2 separate regions of the Mus musculus genome follow, and region 1 is linked to region 2. Evidence: chromatin contacts called from public HiChIP or PLAC-seq data. All regions are on one chromosome and are shown on one strand. The core of a region is the stretch at or near the end of the contact, and the rest is flanking DNA. Distances in the headings are between cores, read along the strand shown.

Region 1 (4,874 bases), core at 621-3,120, 58 kb before region 2:
GCGTTTACCAGATCCTTGCTGCAGATTGCCAGTGAAGTTTTTATACTTACTGGATAGTCTACGACTATTTAAAAAAATGTGTAATCAGAGCAGAAAGGGGTTATTTTTGTTTTGTTTTTGTTTTGTTTTTTCGAGACAGGGTTTCTCTGTATAGCCCTGGCTGTCCTGGAGCTCACTTTGTAGACCAGGCTGGCCTCGAACTCAGAAATCCGCCTGCCTCTGCCTCCCGAGTGCTGGGATTAAAGGCGTGTGCCACCACGCCCGGCTGAAAGGGGTTATTTTAATGTGTGAACGAGGGAATGTTTTGAGATTTAATTCCTTCTTGAATTGCCAATAGATGAGAAATGAAGTATTTTCCCCCGATTTTTTATTCAAGTAAATGTTAGGGTTAAGGGGAGTTATAGAACGGTAATTCACAGCCGAGAGAGAGAGAGGTCAAGGTTGGCTTCCAGAAGGTGACTTATTTGCCTGTGGCCATCCTGTCTTCATAAAGCCACCTTAAACTAGATCTCAGTCCAGGAGAGACCCAAACAGTCTCCAGACAGGTGAACAGCTAGCAGGTCAGACAGGGTTTCTGAGATGCAGGGAATATCCCAGCGAGGGAAATACATGCCAGTTCTAAACATCTCACTGTAGACATTCTGCACTTGCACGAAAGAGGAAAACGTGTTACGGTTCTATAAACTTTAAACCATAAAGCAACCCAGATTAATTAGTAGTTGCCTCCTTGAAGCCTGCCTTCTCCCAGTTCATTTGCATTAGAAATAGAATTCAGGAACAATTTTTTTCCTCACAAAAGTTTTTAGATTTATTTACTGTGTTGTCTTGGCATGGCATGCATGCAGGGGTCAGAGGATAAACTACAGGAGTCTATGCTTCCCTTCCACCACGTGGGATCTGGCGATGATTGGCAGTTCTATGAGTCACCTGACCTACTGAGTCATCTTGGATGCCCATGGAACTTTTTTTTTTTTTGCCCCTCTATCTCCATCCGTTCTCATGTTTTGGCCAACTAGGTCTATGAGGAAGGATTTGCTTCACGGTGCTCATGGTTGTGTTTCTACCCACTCCTATTTTATGCTGTTCCAGTCGATCACAAGCAAAGCGTTTTTTGTCGCCCTACCTTCAAGGACAGTTTGGAGCTGTTTAGGGCTGCTGAAGAACCGGGTGCCGAATCATTAATTTCATGTGTCAGGTTGGGGCCAAATGCCTTTGAGCTTCATCACCAAAGTGAAATAACGGACGTTTCAAAAATTTCTTGAAACATGTCTATTGTGGGCCAGATATCCACTTAAGAAGAGGTTTTCTTGCATGATGGGTGTTTGTCAGTCCACTTCTGTGAGCAGCTCAGAATGAACACGTGAGCGCGGGTAAATTCACAGAGGTTCTGTTCTCTGCTCGCGCATCCCCAGTGATGGGATTAATGCCCGGCAAATGGCAAGCTCTCCACAAATACTTGATTCAATGAAACCAATAACTTGTAGTCATGTATTCATTCAAAGTTACTGGAACTACTGTGTTATCGAATCTGCAGTAGAAAGTGTGAAGGATTTTTTTTTTCTGCCTAAAGGATTTTTTATTTAAACAATAAATCAGACGTTTATAAAAAACTAATATTGCATCCAAACCTAGTGCTATGTTTTGTATTTCTGCTCTAGGTTGGCCTCGGTTTTTCCCCAGGAGGCAGGATAAGGATGTGCTTGCTGCCCTTGAGTCTCCTTCCTTTGTAGGCTTTTTTTTTTTTTCTTTTGCCTAGCGCGGTTGCGCTAGCCCCCGCGCTTGTGGAGCGCGCAGCGCGGTCACGCCCGGGAGCGCGCAGCTCCGGTAGCCCGGCGGGCGGGCGGGGCCTCCTTGGACCGTAGAGCCGCTCCTCGCGCGGCGCCGCCCTCTTCCTCACCATCTCCCTCTCGGTGTGGTTTGTGGTGTCCCTGAAGGGACAGAGGGTGTCCTCCGGGGTCCAGGCCCTGACAGGCGGCCGAGAGCGCGGATGCCCGTGGGCGTGCGTGCGTGGGAGGCGGCTGCACTCTTCCCGCAGGGGCCCAGCGCCTCTAGAGGATCCCCGGCCAGGGACGCGCACCGGCCGTGGACTGGGCCTGGGCGCGCGCGACGCGGCGGCGGGAACCCGGGACCCCAGGCCGCGCCGGGCAGCCCCGAGGCGCCTCGCCCACGCTCGCGCCCCTCCCCCCTCCGCTTCCTTCCTCCACTCAGCGCGCCCGAGAGCGCAGGCCGGATGCGAACCCGGGCCAGCCTAGGGTCGTTCAACTTGGCGGCTCCCGGCCTGCTGCCCGCGCGCTACTTGTGAGGCGTGGCCCGGCGAAGGAGGCGCTTGGGGGGCGTGGGGCTCCTCAGCTGGCGGCGGCGACCGAGGGCGCGCGGGACAATGAGCTGGGCTGCTGCGCGCTGCGGCCGCCTTTAGCTGGCTGAGCGGCTCCACCTGCGAGCATGGCCCGAATGCCCGCGCCAGGTGTCCCGCTGCTTTAAGACGGGACGGAGCGCCTAGATCGCGGCGCGCTGCGGCCGGGGCGGTTGGGACGTCCTTTTATTAATTAATTAATTTGTGGAGAGCTCTCCCGAGCAGCCGCGATGGCCAGCACAAGGAGCATTGAGCTGGAACATTTTGAAGAACGGGACAAAAGGCCGCGGCCAGGGTCACGGAGAGGGGCTCCCAGCTCCTCCGGGGGCAGCAGCATCTCTGGCCCCAAGGGCAACGGGCTCATCCCCAGCCCGGCGCACAGTGCTCACTGCAGCTTCTACCGCACGCGGACCTTGCAGGCCCTCAGCTCGGAGAAGAAGGCCAAGAAGGCGCGGTTCTACCGGAATGGGGACCGCTATTTCAAAGGCCTGGTCTTTGCCATCTCCAACGACCGTTTCCGTTCCTTCGATGCGCTCCTCATAGAGCTCACCCGCTCACTGTCTGACAATGTGAACCTGCCCCAGGGCGTCCGCACCATCTACACCATAGACGGCAGCCGGAAGGTCACCAGCCTGGACGAGCTGCTGGAAGGTAAATAGGAGGGGCGGGCGCGGCGCGGCAGGTGCGGCCCCGTGCACAGCGGCAGGTGCAGTGGCTGCGGCCAGCGCGCTTCCCCGCCCTGCGCTGGGGCAGCCTGCCGGGCGCTTGCTTTCTAGGCAGCCACGGGAACTGTCTGCTCCTCGGTCGTTTGTGTTGGGTTGGGGTGCACCCATTATCTCCTTCCCAAGAGATTGGCCTTCTAAAAACGGAAGAAAATTCTAATGATCAGAGACAAATACAAACAATGATGGCTGTAAAATTAGCCAACTTATTTTTGCTGGAAGGGCAAACTGTTTGAAAGCGTGTTTCTCCAGTGAGGCGCTGGGTAACCTTTGGTAGAGGCCAGTGCAGTACCTGTGCTGTTCCTGTGTTTGGGATCCCATTGTACCTTCTGTGCACAGCTAGCTCGTTCTGACTCGTTCTAGGTTGGCTTTTCTGGTTTCATGTGTGGCACAAGGCACTGGAGATCAAGAGAGGCAAGCCAGCACAGAAAAAGTCTCACTCAGCCTGTCTTCACTTTGGACCGTGCTGGGCACTTTTTAAAATATCGGACCCGGCCCCACCCCTTAGATATTCTGATGTGCTTGGTTTAGGGTATGACTTGGGCGTTTAGAGTTTTGAAAGTTCCTCAGATGATTTCAGTGTAGCCAAAATGGAAAGCCACCTTGTTTAAAGGATTTTCCACATTTGGTTGGCAACGAGGTGAATCAAGGTGAGTCTCTCTGTCTTCTCCATGAAGAGAGTAACAGTAAGAATGGTAGGGTCTTGGGACCCAGCAGCAAAGGCCTGTTAGAAATTAGGAATCCTGGCACACCAACCATGCATCAATCAGAGGGACTTCGTGCCAATAGGTTTGGTCATTCTAGAGTTCTTGCAGTATTTTTCATTTTTGCTTTTAGTAAGGAAAGGGTGGCTGGTAGTTAAAGAACCCAATTTTTAGTTCCAAACACCCCAAAAGATCAGGCAGATATCTCAGTGTGTACTGAGGGAGTGTTTACATATAATTAGCTCTCAGGCATCGTTCTTAATGCAGATAGTACATTCCGTGTAGCCATAGCCACATGAGCTTGTCAGAGGTGGAAACTGATCCCCGAACTAAGCTGCTTTCTTATTTCAGCATGAGCTTATGTCTAAAGGCATTTTCTCCCTTTCACAGATGAGGAAACTTAAGCAGCAGGGTTACTATTTTCTAATAGGCCTCACTTCTGAAAAAAAAAAAAAAAGTTAGCCATTCTGACAAGTCCCTAAAGTGGCTGAGTTTCTCTGTCACTTTTATCAATGCTCAGGCTACACAACAACCCAATTAAAATTAAGTTATCTTCTTGTGTGTAAGTTTGTAGAAGAGGCTACCTCACACATTGCCTTGGTAGTGAGTTTTGGTCTTAAAGACTGAAAGAAGAGGATGTGTCAGTAAAATGAAGGCAACAGAGGGCCACTTTACTTTTGTTTGTTTCTTGAGACAAGTCTCACTATGTAGCTCTGGCTCTCCTGGAACTCACTATATAGACTAGGTTGACCTCGAATTCGGAGAGATTCTCCTGCCTCCAGTTTTCTCTGACCCCAGGTCAGACAGAGTGGCCGCACATTGACAGGCTCAACTTTGCCTGTTTCACAAGCACTTGCCCCTCACCGGTCCTCAGGTGAAGTAACCTACTTTACCTTCAGATGACTCGTGACTAACAGCTTGAAGCAAAGGCACACAAACATTTGCTGTACCATTATTTACAGTGTCGTAGAATGGACTGCATGTGTGGTTAGTGATTCCCCAAAATATCATCAAGGGAAAAACGTGGAGGAAACTTCCCAACCACCTGTTTGCAGTTGAAGTGACTCAGAAGGCCACCCATCCCCTAGGGAGAGA
Region 2 (4,667 bases), core at 1,104-3,603:
TGGGAGAGACACGAGAGGGTGGCTACCTCTGCTCAGTCAGGAAGCATCGGGGGACTGAGCAGAAGACAGGCTTATATAGGATTTCTTTCTTTCTTTCTTTCTTTCTTTCTTTCTTTCTTTCTTTCTTTCTTTTAGCAGACTTAATTCTTTCATTTTTCTTGTATAAAATCCTTATATAGTAGCCACAGCTGGAGCCTGGGTCCTCTGAACAGAGACTCTGGTGTGGGTTTTCACAAGATGATCAGTGAATTCCTGATAAGGAGACTTGGTGAAGACAGTCTCTTTCCAGAGGTTGGGGGTCAGGTAGCTGTAAGTCTTGGAGATGGCGTCAAAGGTGGCCTTAGCAAAGTTGCCCAGGGTGGCAGTGCAGCCTTTGGCTGAAGTGTAGCAGTCATCTATACCAGCCATCATCAGGAGCTTCTTGGGCACAGGAGCAGAGACAATGCCAGTGCCTCTGGGGGCAGGGATGAGACGCACCAGCACAGAGCCATAGCGGCCAGTCACCTTGCATGGAACAGTGTGGGGCTTGCCAATCTTGTTCCCCCAGTAGCCTCTCCGCACAGGGACGATGGAAAGCTTGGCCAAGATGATGGCCCCCCAGATGACAGTGGCAACCTCCTTGGAGCACTTAACACCAAGACCAACGTGACCATTATAGTCCCCAATAGCGACGAAAGCCTTGAACCTGGTCCGCTGGCCAGCCGGAGTCTGCTTCTGCACTGGCATGATTTTCAGAACCTAACCCTTTAGGGACGCACCCAGGAAGAAGTCAATGATCTCAGACTTCTTAATAGGCAGGGAGAACAGGTAGATCTCCTCCAAGGACTTGATCTTCATGTCCTTAACCAGGCGGCCCAGCTTGGTGACGGGGATCCACTCACTCCTTGTCTTCAGCTTTACCTCCACAAGCCCCGCGGCCTCTACCGCGGCCCCTAAGACCGCTGCCGAATTCTCCGCGGAATCTGCCGCGGCCTCCTAATCCTGGGCCCCTGGGTCCTCCGGGCCCTCCCACTCCACCATTTGGTGTTTTCCCGAAGAAGAAGCTTATATAGGATTTCTTGGGGGAGGAGTTTTCCAGGGTGGAGATTTCTGGGATGGAAATTGGTGAAATTTCAAGCCAAGCCCAGGGATTGGTGGGATTTCATGCTTAGTGACTGATGGGGCTTTGATAGGTTTTTCAAACCTAGTAGTGGGCTCAGACCTTTGACCCTACACACACCCTTTGAGACCAGAAGTGTTTATATTGCAGATATTTTTTTTTTGTATTTTGAATATTTGCTTAAAATGAGATATTTTGGGGTGGGGAATAAGCCTAGTCTGACTGACTTCATACATACTATATATACATAGCCTGAAACTCTATGCATTGTACTTTAGCAGAGATGTTAAATAACTATTTGTTGATAGAATTACTAAAGCGTTGGAATGAGTTCTGTTGAAAGGGAGTTAAGAAAAGTTTCACCAATAAAGTGGTATGCCAGGACTATCTTGAAGAGTGTGTTAAATTGTATGATTGTGTAGACATATCATAAGCAAAACAATAACTAGATCAGGCGCATAAAGCAGGGAGGCTGCATGGTGGTTTAGGAGAGTGATGGGAGCACAGCATGTGGGAGCACCTGTTGGAGCACAGCATGGTGGGAGCATAGCATGTGGGAGCACAGCATGTGGGAGCACCTGTTGGAGCACAGCATGGTGGGAGCACAGCATGTAGGAGCACCTGTTGGAGCACAGCATGGTGGGAGCACAGCATGTGGGAGCACCTGTGGGAACATGTGGGTTAAAATGGGGTCCCATGTCTGGCCCAGGGCTTGGGCCTCTAGGCGAGGCAGGCACGGGAAAGTTTGGTTGTGCACCCCACACTGCTGCTGGGCAGGTGTCAGACTGTGAGAAGCTGCGGTACACTTCCCCTCCCCCACCCCTCCCCTGCTCCGGGGGTGGGAAAGGGCAGTCTGAGGTCCCTGGGGAAGAGGGCAGGGAGGAGAGATGTTAACATGGGGAGGAGAGTCCTTTGCTTGCTCGGGCAGGTGGATTGGTGGAAGCCGTGCCTGGGAACGCAGGGGAGCCTTTAGAGGGAAACCTGCTCCATTGCTCCAGCACAGCGGATCCCCATGAGAAGAGGTAGTCCATGGTTTTAAGGCGTTTATTGTAGAAAGGCAGAGAGAGGGAGAGAGTAGGGAAGTAGAGGCTGGCCATGGCCACGTGGAGAGAGGGGAGACAGAATGCAGAGAGAGGGGGAGAAATAGGGCAAGAGAGAAGCAAGCGGGAAGGCAGGAGTAAGAGGAGGAGGAGGGGGCAAGCAGCCCCTTTTATAGTGGGCCAGGCCTGTCTGGCTGTTGCCAGGCAACTGGGTAGGAGCATACCTGGCTGTTGCCAGGCAACTGTGGGGGTGGAGTCCAGACAGAATACAGCAGGCAGCTTGGGGTGTTGCCCTGCTTGCCTGATGGCCACAGAATTATGGAGCTGGGGCCTCGTGTCTGGGTGCATGGCAAACTTCCTTCTGTCCCTTGAAGAGTTATCTGCTGGGTCTCCAGGGTTTAAACCTAGCTCAACCAGAAAACAGGCTGCCCATCATGGACCCACAGGAACACAGCCTGATGGGGAACATGAACGAGATTAGAGCCAGGATCTGAAGACATTGAGTACCATGTGAGCAGTGAGATATTAACTAAATAAGCAGGGCTGTGCCACTGAGGCAGCCTGCCCTCCACAGGGACTGCTCTTTACATCCTCTGTACCATCTGGGGTAAATATGCCAGGTTTCCCAGGTGAGTTGTGGAGCTGCAGAGAGCAGCTTCTCCTCTGTCAGTTTCTCCTCCACCCCAGCTCAGCCTCCAGGCACCTCGCACTCCACTCACGTACTGTAAGGCATATTTGTCTGTGGCACTTCTTCCTCCCGTGTATCCCTAGGGGTCATCTCCTACTCTTAAGATACTTCTCACTGCTCACTCACCTTGGAACCTGTCACAGGCACCTCACTTAGAAGGCATGGCCGCTGGCAAGACACACTTCTGCATGTGTGCCCCGGTGTGTGCGAGCTGTGACGAGATGGAGTGTCATGTGCACTCCTGCGCAGAGCTTTTGTGGTGTGCAGTGATGCAGTAGAATTCTTCACTGGGGAAAAGGAGCCTTCCCCAGCTTACATAAAAGTGCACTGAATGGGTCATGAGAGGTCCCAAGGACACCAGTAAACTTGTGTCTCGTCAGAGGTCAATTAAATACCCCAAATGGGGAGGTTAAATAACTTACTCTGGTTCTACGGGAGTATTTGTTATGTTATATGGCCGAGGGCGTGGGAGTATTAAAGACCTAATAAGTGAGTTGTGTTTCAGAGAAAGTTGGGACAGAGCCAAAAATGGTGTCCTTTCTGTGATCTGTTAAAAACTCCAGCTAGGCAGTTTGTTCCCATTAGACCTGTTCTGAAAGAAGGAAAAAGAAGGGTCCCACATACCCCAGGGTATTAGGAACATTTGTGTTATTTGGTCATACATAACAAGAACCTAAGAAATATGAGTCAAGGCTAGGTGTAGTGGAAAATACATAGGATCCCAACACTTAGAAAGCAGAGGCAGAATTGTCAATTCAAAGCCCACAGTACATTACAAAGTGATGTTCTTTAAAACAACCAAAGCAGAAAACACCTTTTATTACCTTCAGTTTGTTAGTGAGATAATTGTTAGAAGCAACTGTGACTTAGTGGAGAGTCCTGACTACAAAATCAGCACCCCCACTCTCCATTAATCTATTCTGTACTGTGACTTCAAAAAAATTAGTCAATCTTGTGTGTGTGTGTGTGTGTGTGTGTGTGTGTGTTGTATATCACTGAGATAGTTCAAACAATTTGCAGTAAAAGCAGATAAGAGGAACAAAATGGCTTTGTTAAAACATCCGATTACTTTGAGCTTTATGGAGATTGCATCTAGATAAAAAAAATCAGGCAGTTGGTGTGTGGAAAACTTAGTTTAAATACAAGTAGGAGGTTTCCCTTTTGTGGTGTAAATCAGCCCAGAATTGCATTGATGTAGGCTATCTGTTAACCCATAGGGGTCTTGTAAAACAGGAATAAATGTGCTTTCTATTTGCAGTTCCAGCTAGCCTCTATAAATTAGAAAAATAAATGAGTTCTGGTGAATCTGCAGCCCGTGGAGCTACTCCATAGGTGTTCCCTGCAGAGCCAGCTGTAAGTCTGTGCTCCTTGCTCAGGGGTAATAGATCTAGGATGTACATTACAAAGGAACAAAATAGATTTTTTTTTGGTTCCCAGAGGCCTAACATGGTTCCCACTTCTTTAGATTATACCAGATAATTTATAAGACATGAAACTGATAAAAGATGGCATGACACTCTATAACTCAATAGAGTAACTCGCAAAAGTTTTCTGGAATCAGTTTGGCTTTCAGATATATGAACAGTTTGTGAGGGAAGGAAGGAAGGAAGCCAGATCATACACACTTACAAGTTTGCACAGATGCACACACTGTCCAGGGATGTGTTTCCATTCGTGTTTGGAAGGGGCTGGGAGAGTGGGGGGTGAGAGGTTGAAATTTGTGAAACTGTTGTTTTTTTAGAGTTGATTTCCAGAGCTCCTAAATGAAAAGGGGGAATAATATGACCTGCAAGATGCTTGCTTGTGGCTTCTTTTCGGGGCGGATGAGAGGCACTATTGA

The links. HiChIP or PLAC-seq counts read pairs in DNA pulled down with a chosen protein or histone mark.
Region 1: an H3K4me3 HiChIP or PLAC-seq map of embryonic stem cells shows a contact between it and region 2, with 47 read pairs. The contact joins the promoter of Dclk2 here to the enhancer-like site in region 2. A contact is called at or near these places in 4 of 39 promoter capture datasets (the 3T3-L1 cell line, embryonic stem cells, hippocampal neurons and 1 more), 1 of 15 datasets of contacts at CTCF or cohesin (the NIH/3T3 cell line), 15 of 484 Hi-C or Micro-C datasets (the MC38 cell line, the N1E-115 cell line, Th1 cells and 8 more), 18 of 115 datasets of contacts at active chromatin or transcription factors (double positive thymocytes, embryonic basal ganglia, embryonic fibroblasts and 10 more) and 7 of 9 other capture datasets (adipose tissue, embryonic stem cells, embryonic tail and 4 more).

The regions. Positions count from the first base shown.
Region 1 is chr3:86,917,880-86,922,753 of GRCm38.p6, reverse strand. Dclk2 (doublecortin-like kinase 2) reads left to right here and starts at 1,870. Exons shown (of 16, transcript NM_027539.5): 1 at 1,870-3,004. The coding sequence starts at 2,584.
Region 2 is chr3:86,860,832-86,865,498 of GRCm38.p6, reverse strand. The region is part of intron 2 of Dclk2 (doublecortin-like kinase 2); the gene reads left to right. Among named protein-coding and RNA genes, the nearest start is that of Gm46810, 32 kb to the right of the region's middle. Within about 2 kb of position 2,353, at least 60 of the 459 cell types and tissues checked have an H3K27ac peak or open chromatin away from gene starts, as enhancers often do. A contact at or near this core is called in the N1E-115 cell line, cerebral cortex, cortical neurons and 2 more, where this site is marked.